Linked DNA regions of Drosophila melanogaster: region 2 is linked to region 1. The links are chromatin contacts, called in public Hi-C maps. All regions are on one chromosome and are shown on one strand. The core of a region is the stretch at or near the end of the contact, and the rest is flanking DNA. Distances in the headings are between cores, read along the strand shown.

Region 1 (4,176 bases), core at 920-3,419:
ATAAATCGGTGGGATGAAATCACTGTATGATCTGACTCACCGCTGACTTGATTAACCGCTTCGGGAATATGGCACCGAAACACATGGCACTGAAACAATGCATCGCCGTGAAGCCAAGTGAATGCAAAGCATCCGTTTTCCACCGTATCCACTGGTCCTCGATAGTACAAGATAATGCTGGATATCTCATAGGTGGCAATAATAGTATTGCTCTCGGCATCGTGGAGGCTGTAATAGCAGCATGATGACGCTCAGTGAGTAATTCAAGGGGCAGTAAAAACTTTACTCACACAACCAGGCCTTCTGAGCAATTGGGTATGCTCACAGTGATCTTCAGGCCCACCGACTTTGAGCCACTATTTAGCTCGCCCATGATGCGATAAACCTCCGTCTCGGATTTTGGGGCATTAATGTTGGCTGCGCCCAGGTAGGTGACTCCGGAAAATATGGTGCAGCCCTGATCGATTTCAGAAACTGAAAGTGAAAAACACATGGTCAATTAAATTTCAATAATTACACTAAACATAGATTTCAGCTTTAGGAGCCTAGGAACACAATATAGAACAAATAATAAAGAACTCTGTGAGTATATAGGCTTTCGTAAAATGAACAGAATTTATAGGCAAATGTACCCCTTAATTTTTGGGATTTTAACTAACTTAAGAGATCTACTCACCCTCCTCGTCGGTGGTGTCGCCCTTCTCCGGCTTCATGGCATCCTGTTTTTCCTCCACGCAGGCGGGGCTAGCGTCTATGCAGTCATAGAACACTGAATGACCCACTCTGTTTGAGCTGGATGCATCGTCGAGGGTCTCCTCGCTTTTGGGCGTGAACAAGGTGCAGGGGAAACGCATCTCGGGATCGACAGATCCCCCGCCGGAGCCCGTGAGCGGTAGGGTCAGGGACTTTTGCTGATGACTCGGGAGACGTTGCGCTGACTTCTCCCCACTGGCAGCTGCAAATATGTTAATTGTCAATTACGCGACGAGCAATAACAAATGCCGAATTATGCGGAATTTTGTTTAAGGAAAGTATTATTATTCGGTTTGTTTGTCGTTGTTTCCATGACAGCGTAGCACTACGGCTCTGCGCCGATAAGATTGCAGCTGGTTAGGCTTAGCAATCGTTTGATGTTTCCAATAGTGGAGCGACCGCGACGTTGTGTGCACAGCTGGCGTTGGGCAACGACTGAGTTTACTTTAGGCTACCCAGGGCAACCCAATTCACCCTCTCAGTTGTGTTTCTTTACTCACCTACGCCGCGTTCCAACTCCAGATCTTTGAGGGCGTCCGTCATCTCGTGCTGCATGTCGCTTAGGTTGCGATTGTGGGCCATGTCCAGAGTGGGCGAGCGATCTCCCCCAGCCTCGGGGGAGGACAGAGCCAGAGCACTCAGCGAAGTGGGCGGTTTGCCACCCACTTCAGGCTGAGTTCCCTCCTGGTTGACAACCTGCTTCACCTGCTCCATGGGACTGGCCACATTGCTGTCGGTAACTATTTCGTACTCCCCGCTGGTTGTTATCGAGGATTCCGAGGACTTGGTGCTCAGATTATCATCCATTCCGAACACTCAAGGTTGCCTCAGTTCCAGGCACTCCCAAATGGGTTACTCTTTGTTGTGTGTGTGATATATTCGGACTTTCTTTATTCTTAAGCCCTACGAATTGCGCATTTTCAGGGCAGGTAAACAAATCAATTTCTGTTCCAAGGCCACGCACTCGTACTCGCACTCGCTTTTAATAGATTTCGTTTTCAATTTGTCCAATTTTCAGCGGAGTCGCATTGTTTGGCTTGGTTCCGCCGTAAATCGATGACGAATCGGTACGGTTTGCTTGGCGTTTTGGGGGCGTACACACACGCGCATGTATGTCACACAGTGCCCAATTCGCGTGGGAACTGGAGGGGTTGGGCCTTCAAGGGGGTGGTGGACGGTGGGGTCGGCGGGGTCAACAGTTTGTCTCTGTAGCCTCTGCGCTTGGATTCCTATGGATTTTTTTGTTATTTTAGTGCGTGCAGCTGCTTTGAGCTTACACTTTGGTTTTTATATTATAGCCTACACTCCGCAGAACTGTAGTACATTGTTTTGACCCTTTATTGTTGTGTTTTTATCGGGTTTTTAGCAATTTTCTTGCAATTTTCCGTCTGTTTTGTTTACATATTTTTTTGCTAGTGATGACCTGCAGTAGGTCGATTCCTATCGAAAGGAAACAGCTGCTTTAACGTTATTCAATACTTCTTTTGAAAGTGTTAATAAGTGTACCTATCGACTTAATCGACTAGTTATTTTCTTTTCTATGCATATTGCCATATGCTTATATGGCAATCTAAATAATCCAATAGCATTACAAAGTTGTCTTTGACTGAAATGACTTGTCTTGAATAAATTTAAATAAATATAAATAAATTTTTAAATTGTAATTCAAAGAACCAAATCTATAAAGGTATGTGATGTATGGAAAATATTGAGAACATATTAAACATATAGTACATATCGAAAAAGTGTCATCGCCGTGACATAATACCCCGCCAGTGTTGCCAAATACTCTGCTACACAACACTACCGCGCGTGCTGGAAAAAAACGTGCGCGTTTATTCGTTGCATTTTGTTAAGATAATTCCTTAAGTCCGGGTACTTCTGACTCCGATTCCGACTCCCAAAAGATGTGGCCGCGATTTGGCATTAAGATTGGCAACAGCACGCTTTGCATCGCCCATGTGCGCGCGGATGGCAAGGCGGAGGTGATCGCCAACAAACAGGGCGACCGAGTGTCCCAAGCGTGCCTTCTCTGGGACGGAGCCTCGGAGATCGAATGTGGCCTCACGGCCAAGCAGAAGATGGCCAACCGTCCGCGCCAGGCGGTGGCGCACAGCTTTCAGTTGCTTCAGCCCAAGGAAGAGCTCACGGAGGAGAAACTGTCCAGTGCGCTGCGTGAAATACCCTGCGACTTTGACAAGGAGGAGCTGGTGTTCCGGATGGAGCACACTGTACCCTCCGACAGGGAGGACCAAGACGATAGAGTTGTGACCAAGGACCTCAGCGCCTATCAGGTGACGGTGGAGCTGCTGCGCGCTGAGCTGGAGCTGGCCCATCAATATCACACGGACGGGGAGCAGGCGCCCATTGCCGTGCTATCCATACCCAGCTACTATCCCGCCTCGGCCTACAAACTGCTAGCAGATGCCGCTCAAACCGCTGGCTTCCATGTGGCCCAGATTATAACCGAACCCACGGCCGCCGTTCTAGGCTATAGCATCGGCGAGGAGCAGACGGAACAGCGCCGCCATGTGCTGACAATCAAATGCGGTGGCTTATATAGCGACATCGCATTCTACTCCGTCCAAAATGGCCTGTTCGTTCAGCTGGCCACTTTCGGACCCTTCCCCATCGGTGGCCGGCAATTCACCGAGGCCTTGGTGCAGTTTATTTGCGAGGAGTTCCGTCGCAAGTACAAGCTAGATCCGCATGAGTCTCGCCGCTCAGTGGCCAAAATACGCACTGCCGCCGCCAATTGCAAACACATCCTGACCACGATGCCTTCCACGCAACTTTATATCGACTCCCTGATGGACGGCGTTGATTACAATGCCCAGATGTCGCGTGCTCGCTTCGAGAGCCTCATACAGCCAGTGATCAATAACCTCATCCAGCAGCTAGGCGAGTGTGTGGAGCAGGCGCAAAAGGAGCATCCCGGGTTGAGTAAAATAGATGACATCGTTCTACTAGGCGCCACAATGCAAATCCCCAAGCTTCAGGCGGCAGTGGGAGCCCGCTTCCCGGATGCCAAGCTCCACAACAGCCATTCGGCGGACGAGGTTGTGGCCATCGGCTGCGCGCGCCAAGCTGTGTGCCTGATTGACCCCCTCGAACAGCAGCTTCACAAGGAGGAGGATTGCGTGGTGGCTGAGGATGACCTCTTCATTTGGCACGGTAATGACGAATCCAACGCCAAATTGGTCCTGGGCAGGGGGAGCGTTCTGCCTGCCAAAATACGGATATCACTGCCCCAATCAGAGGAGGGAAAGGGTGACGACGTAAGCAAAGCAGCTGCTTCGTTTAAGCTGCGCACCGGGGAGAGCGAGATCCTGGCCCGTCTGCCCGACAGCACGATACCGGAGGATGGGCTTTACCAGCTAGAGGTTGAGGTAGATGTGGACGATAAGGACGGCAACGTGGTGC
Region 2 (4,142 bases), core at 43-2,542, 1.3 Mb before region 1:
CAGATCCTCTTCGGTAGTAGTGTATGCTAGATTACGAAAGAATATCCTCCCGGACTCGGAGATGTCATCTTCTTTGGATAAACTGTCCTGCTGATGCTTCCACTTCGCATTGCCCGCATCGACGGCGGCTGGTGCCAATGGTTGTCCACTCTTGCTCGCTTTGGTCACCTTGTTCTTCTCTGTAAAGTCGGAGAAGAATACTTGCTTGCCCTTGATGAAACTCTTGTTTTTAAGCATTCCCTTGGCCATGTCTTTCTCAGTTTTAAAACCCACGTAGCAGAAGCCGTGAACTTTGCTGGGCAGCCGAACGGAGTACGGTTTCAGGGGCTTGAAAAACTTTAGCACCTCCTGGCGCTTGGTGTTGTATGGTACATTGTGTATTTTAATGGTGAACAGCTCCAAATTTGATTTATCCGCCTTGGCTTTGGGTTTCTTTGCAGTAGCTTCGCCGGATGTGGTTGCCATCAGGGATTTCATATACTCAAGATCGCTGATGGGCTTTTCGGCCAGTTTATCGGTGTCTTCTTCCTCATCTGCCTCATCGCCTGAGCCATCCTCATCTCCTGCATCTGCATCCACTCCACTGTCATCTCTGGCAGCTCGAGATTCTTCCTGTTCCTCATCATCCTCTTCTTCGTTCTCCCGATTTTTATTTATACCCAAATCGTTTCCCCACAGCGTTCGCGACTTGTCATGCGCCTCTAGAAACTCTTGGAATTCCGGATCGTCTTTGTGTCTGCTCAAAATTTGGTCCACCTTGTCAACTTTATCTTTCTTCTTCTTTTTCTCAGACTCCTTAGCCTTGGCAGCCGCCTCCCTTTCCTTCTCCTTCAATTTGTCTAGGTTCTTCTTGCTGTCCTTGGCGTACTTGCTCCAAGATTGTGGCTTATCTTCGCTGCCCAAGGCAGCACAGGATTCGACGCGCACCCGGCTGGTCTGAATGCATGTGTTGTCAAAGTGCCGGATGGCCGATTGGGCCTCCTCCTCGGTGCTGTAACCCACGAAGCAAAATTGCCGAAACTTTCCATCGGGCGTGTATTTTAGTTGCAGATCCGTAATCGTGCCCTGGGCACCAAAAATCTGACGCAGTTTGTCTTCGGTGATCTACAATTTCAGTTTAAGTAGATGCTTTTTTTTAACAAGTCTACATACTCACATGCTTGGGCAGCTGTTTGACTATAATTCGTGACATCTTTTGTGGCTAATTTGTCGGTCTGCAGCTAAAAACTCATTTAAGAAAACTTTTGTTTACAAACAAATTGAAACAACACGTGCATTAGATATGCAAAACGAGCGATAGTAGCATCAGTAGTATCGAAAGTCGAAATTTGTATACTATCGAAAAGTCTATCGTTTCATCGACTCTACTTTACGTTACATTTTACATGTAGATATTCAAATTTATATATTTTTTAAGTTGTGTTTCGATTATAATGGGTGATGGCAAATCAAAGCTGAATGAAAAAGTAAAATAACCTCGACTTCAAAACGTCACTTCGCTTGAGCATCCTTATATTTCCCCAGTTCAAGTTTAAAGGGTGGATTTTTACAAACTTACAACGTTGGAAAAGTTATATTTTGAAAGGAAACTCTTTAAGCGACTTATACACAAAGATACATGGTAATTGTATTGGCACATTAAACGTAGATGACAAATATGTTAATATATAAGTGTTTAGAATAGACTTCAGGTGGAGCTACGGTAGAGATATAGATATGCGATTGGATTGTCGGATTGTGGGAGTACAAGGTCTTGTGTGTTTCGTTTAGTGTCTCATTTTTAACATATAATACAGTCCGTTGCTGGCTTGAAACTGGTGAAGCACAGTTGGCAGTTGATTCTCGATGTGGCCATCATCCATCCTCTTGTATCCGTTGTATCATTATAGTATATGGCATACAGTAGGCGAACGATGATGCGTTAAAGCTTAACGTTGCTCAGTTGGTCTCCTTTGTGGATCCTTGGATCCTTGGGCTGGGTCACTAAACAGAATATTTCGGCTAAGGCACTAAAATTACATAATTTCATTCAACGTCTACGTTCTATCATAAATCTGATTTGTTCGTCTCGTCTCAGATCTTCGTTCTTAGTTAAAATTGAAGTAGTTGTTATGGGAAGTGGGGTTGTTCGCAGAGCTCTAGGGTTCCAGGCGATTGCGACTGAAGCAGCTATCGGGGAGAGCCTTGGAAATAAGTCCAATATTCTGGACTTCATCCTTGAGCTCCCTCAGCTCGGCATCGTACTTGTCGATCAGATTCTTCTGAATGGTGCGCTGTTCCCGGTACTTTTCGATGCGTCCCGTCAGGTTGACGCGATTGATCTCACCCTCCACAGTGGCCAAACGATTCTCTGCGAGATTAATTAGATTACTCATAAGTAAATTCAGATTAGAGAGGTTTCTGTTTCTTACCCAATCTATCCAAATCGCCCGTGTTGATGTCCTTCAGATTCTCCAGCTCATCCTTGATGGCCGTCAGGTCGGCATTGGCCTTCTCGATCTGCTTCTGGGCCTCCTGGGTATCGGCCTTGGCCTGACCCACCTTTCGCTTGGCGTCGTCCACCAGATTGTCGTCCTTGGTCGAGCTCTCCTCCAGCTTGAAGATGTCCATTTCGGTGAGTTTCACGCGATGATTCAGTTGGTCGGCCTCTTCGCGCAGATTGCGGGCAGCCACCTTGGTCTCATTGGCTTTGCGGCGGATCAGCTCAGCATCCTGTCAAGAAATTTTACGAATTTAGTAAGGATAATAAGATGTCCCTGAATGACTTACCTTGGAAGCCTGTTCGGCATACTTCAGCTGCGCCTCCTGGGCATTCTTCTTGGCCTCGTTGGCATTCTTATTGGCTCCATCGAGAGCCTCCTCCGCCTGGCTGATCAGGCTTTCCGCATTCTGAATCTCCTTCTCGATGTTGGGCACCGTCTGCAGGGCTTTCTCCGCACTCTCAGAAGAGCGCTGGACATCCGACTGGAAGCCGGCCAACTTCTCGTAGGTATTGTTGGCCTCCTTTAGGGTATTGTCGCCCTGTTCCACTGCCTTGGTAGCCTTGTCGTGGGCAGCCTTGGCTCGCTCTAGCAGCTCGATGTCCTCCAGTTGCTGCTGTTCAGCTCTGAAATTATAGATCAAGTTAGAAAAGAGTTAATAAGGATAAGGCGTGGAGCACCCACCTCTTAAGCAGCGCCTCCGTCAGTTCCTGTTCCGTTTCGAAATCCGCAAAGAGTTCGCCGTTGCTGTTGGACAATTCAGTTATCTGCTTGAGTAGCTCATCCGCTCGTTCATTGGCGGCCACTGCATCCTTCTTCAACTGACTGATATCGATTTCCGGTTGCGTCTGACGATTGACATCATTGAGCAGGGTCAATGCTGTATCGTAGACCTCGTTGGCTTTGCGAAGAGCCTCCTTGGAGGTCTGCACTACGGTGCCCAGGGATTGTTTCACATGACTCAGCTCCAGACCAACCTCCGAACGGAGCTCGGTGCCGATCTTTAGCTGCAAATCGATGGCACTCTTGGCCAGCTGATGGGCCTTCTCCACCGCATCCTTGGCATCCTTGGCGTTCTTCAAATCGAACTGGGCCTCCGACTCCAGTTTGTCGGCCAGGGCACGAGCCTCCCGCGAGATGTCCGAGATCTGTTCCGATTGCTGTCCAAATTCCACAGACTTCTCCTTGGCCCGGGCCAAAGCCTGAGCACCTTCGTCATTCAGGAGGTCGAGGGCCTGCTGCAGTTCCTTCTTGGCGTTCTCGGTGATCTGGTCCAGAATGGTATAGTTCTGGCGCGCCCTGTCGATCTCCCCATTGGCATCTGCCTGGAACTTATCCGCGCTCACCAGATGCTCTCTCACGCTGTCCAGGTGCTTGTGAAGATCATCGATGACCTCTGCGTATGTTTGACCACCATCACCGGAATTATCGCGTGCATCCTGGGCCAGGACAGCCACCTTCTCCTGCACCGCCTTCAACTTGGCCTCGAACTCATCGTCATTGGTCACCGGCGTGCGAGCAATCTCGTCCAGCGTTTGACTGAGATTGAACAACTTGGCACGATGCAAATCGGCGGCATCTTGGACGAGGTTATAGCAATCGGGGCAATCGATGCAACCCCGATGCCTGTCGTACTTGTTCTCCTTGCAGCGATCGCAACGA

The links. A called contact is a pair of places that touch in the nucleus more often than the background predicts.
Region 2: a Hi-C map of the Kc167 cell line shows a contact between it and region 1, with 2.7 times the contacts expected there. A contact is called at or near these places in 4 of 107 Hi-C or Micro-C datasets (the D17-c3 cell line, the Kc167 cell line and the S2 cell line).

The regions. Positions count from the first base shown.
Region 1 is chr3L:8,344,554-8,348,729 of dm6, reverse strand. It overlaps GAPcenA (GTPase activating protein and centrosome-associated), which reads right to left and starts at 2,169. Exons shown (of 9, transcript NM_001104079.4): 1 at 1,254-2,169; 2 at 677-955; 3 at 291-474; 4 at 41-228. The coding sequence starts at 1,560. It overlaps CG7182, which reads left to right and starts at 2,348. Exons shown (of 1, transcript NM_001300050.1): 1 at 2,348-4,176. The coding sequence starts at 2,661.
Region 2 is chr3L:9,621,387-9,625,528 of dm6, reverse strand. It overlaps CG3335, which reads right to left and starts at 1,292. Exons shown (of 4, transcript NM_140080.2): 1 at 1,157-1,292; 2 at 1-1,104. The coding sequence starts at 1,192. LanB2 (Laminin B2) reads right to left here. Exons shown (of 10, transcript NM_079282.2): 7 at 3,165-4,142; 8 at 2,770-3,106; 9 at 2,412-2,712; 10 at 1,549-2,350. The coding sequence ends at 2,139.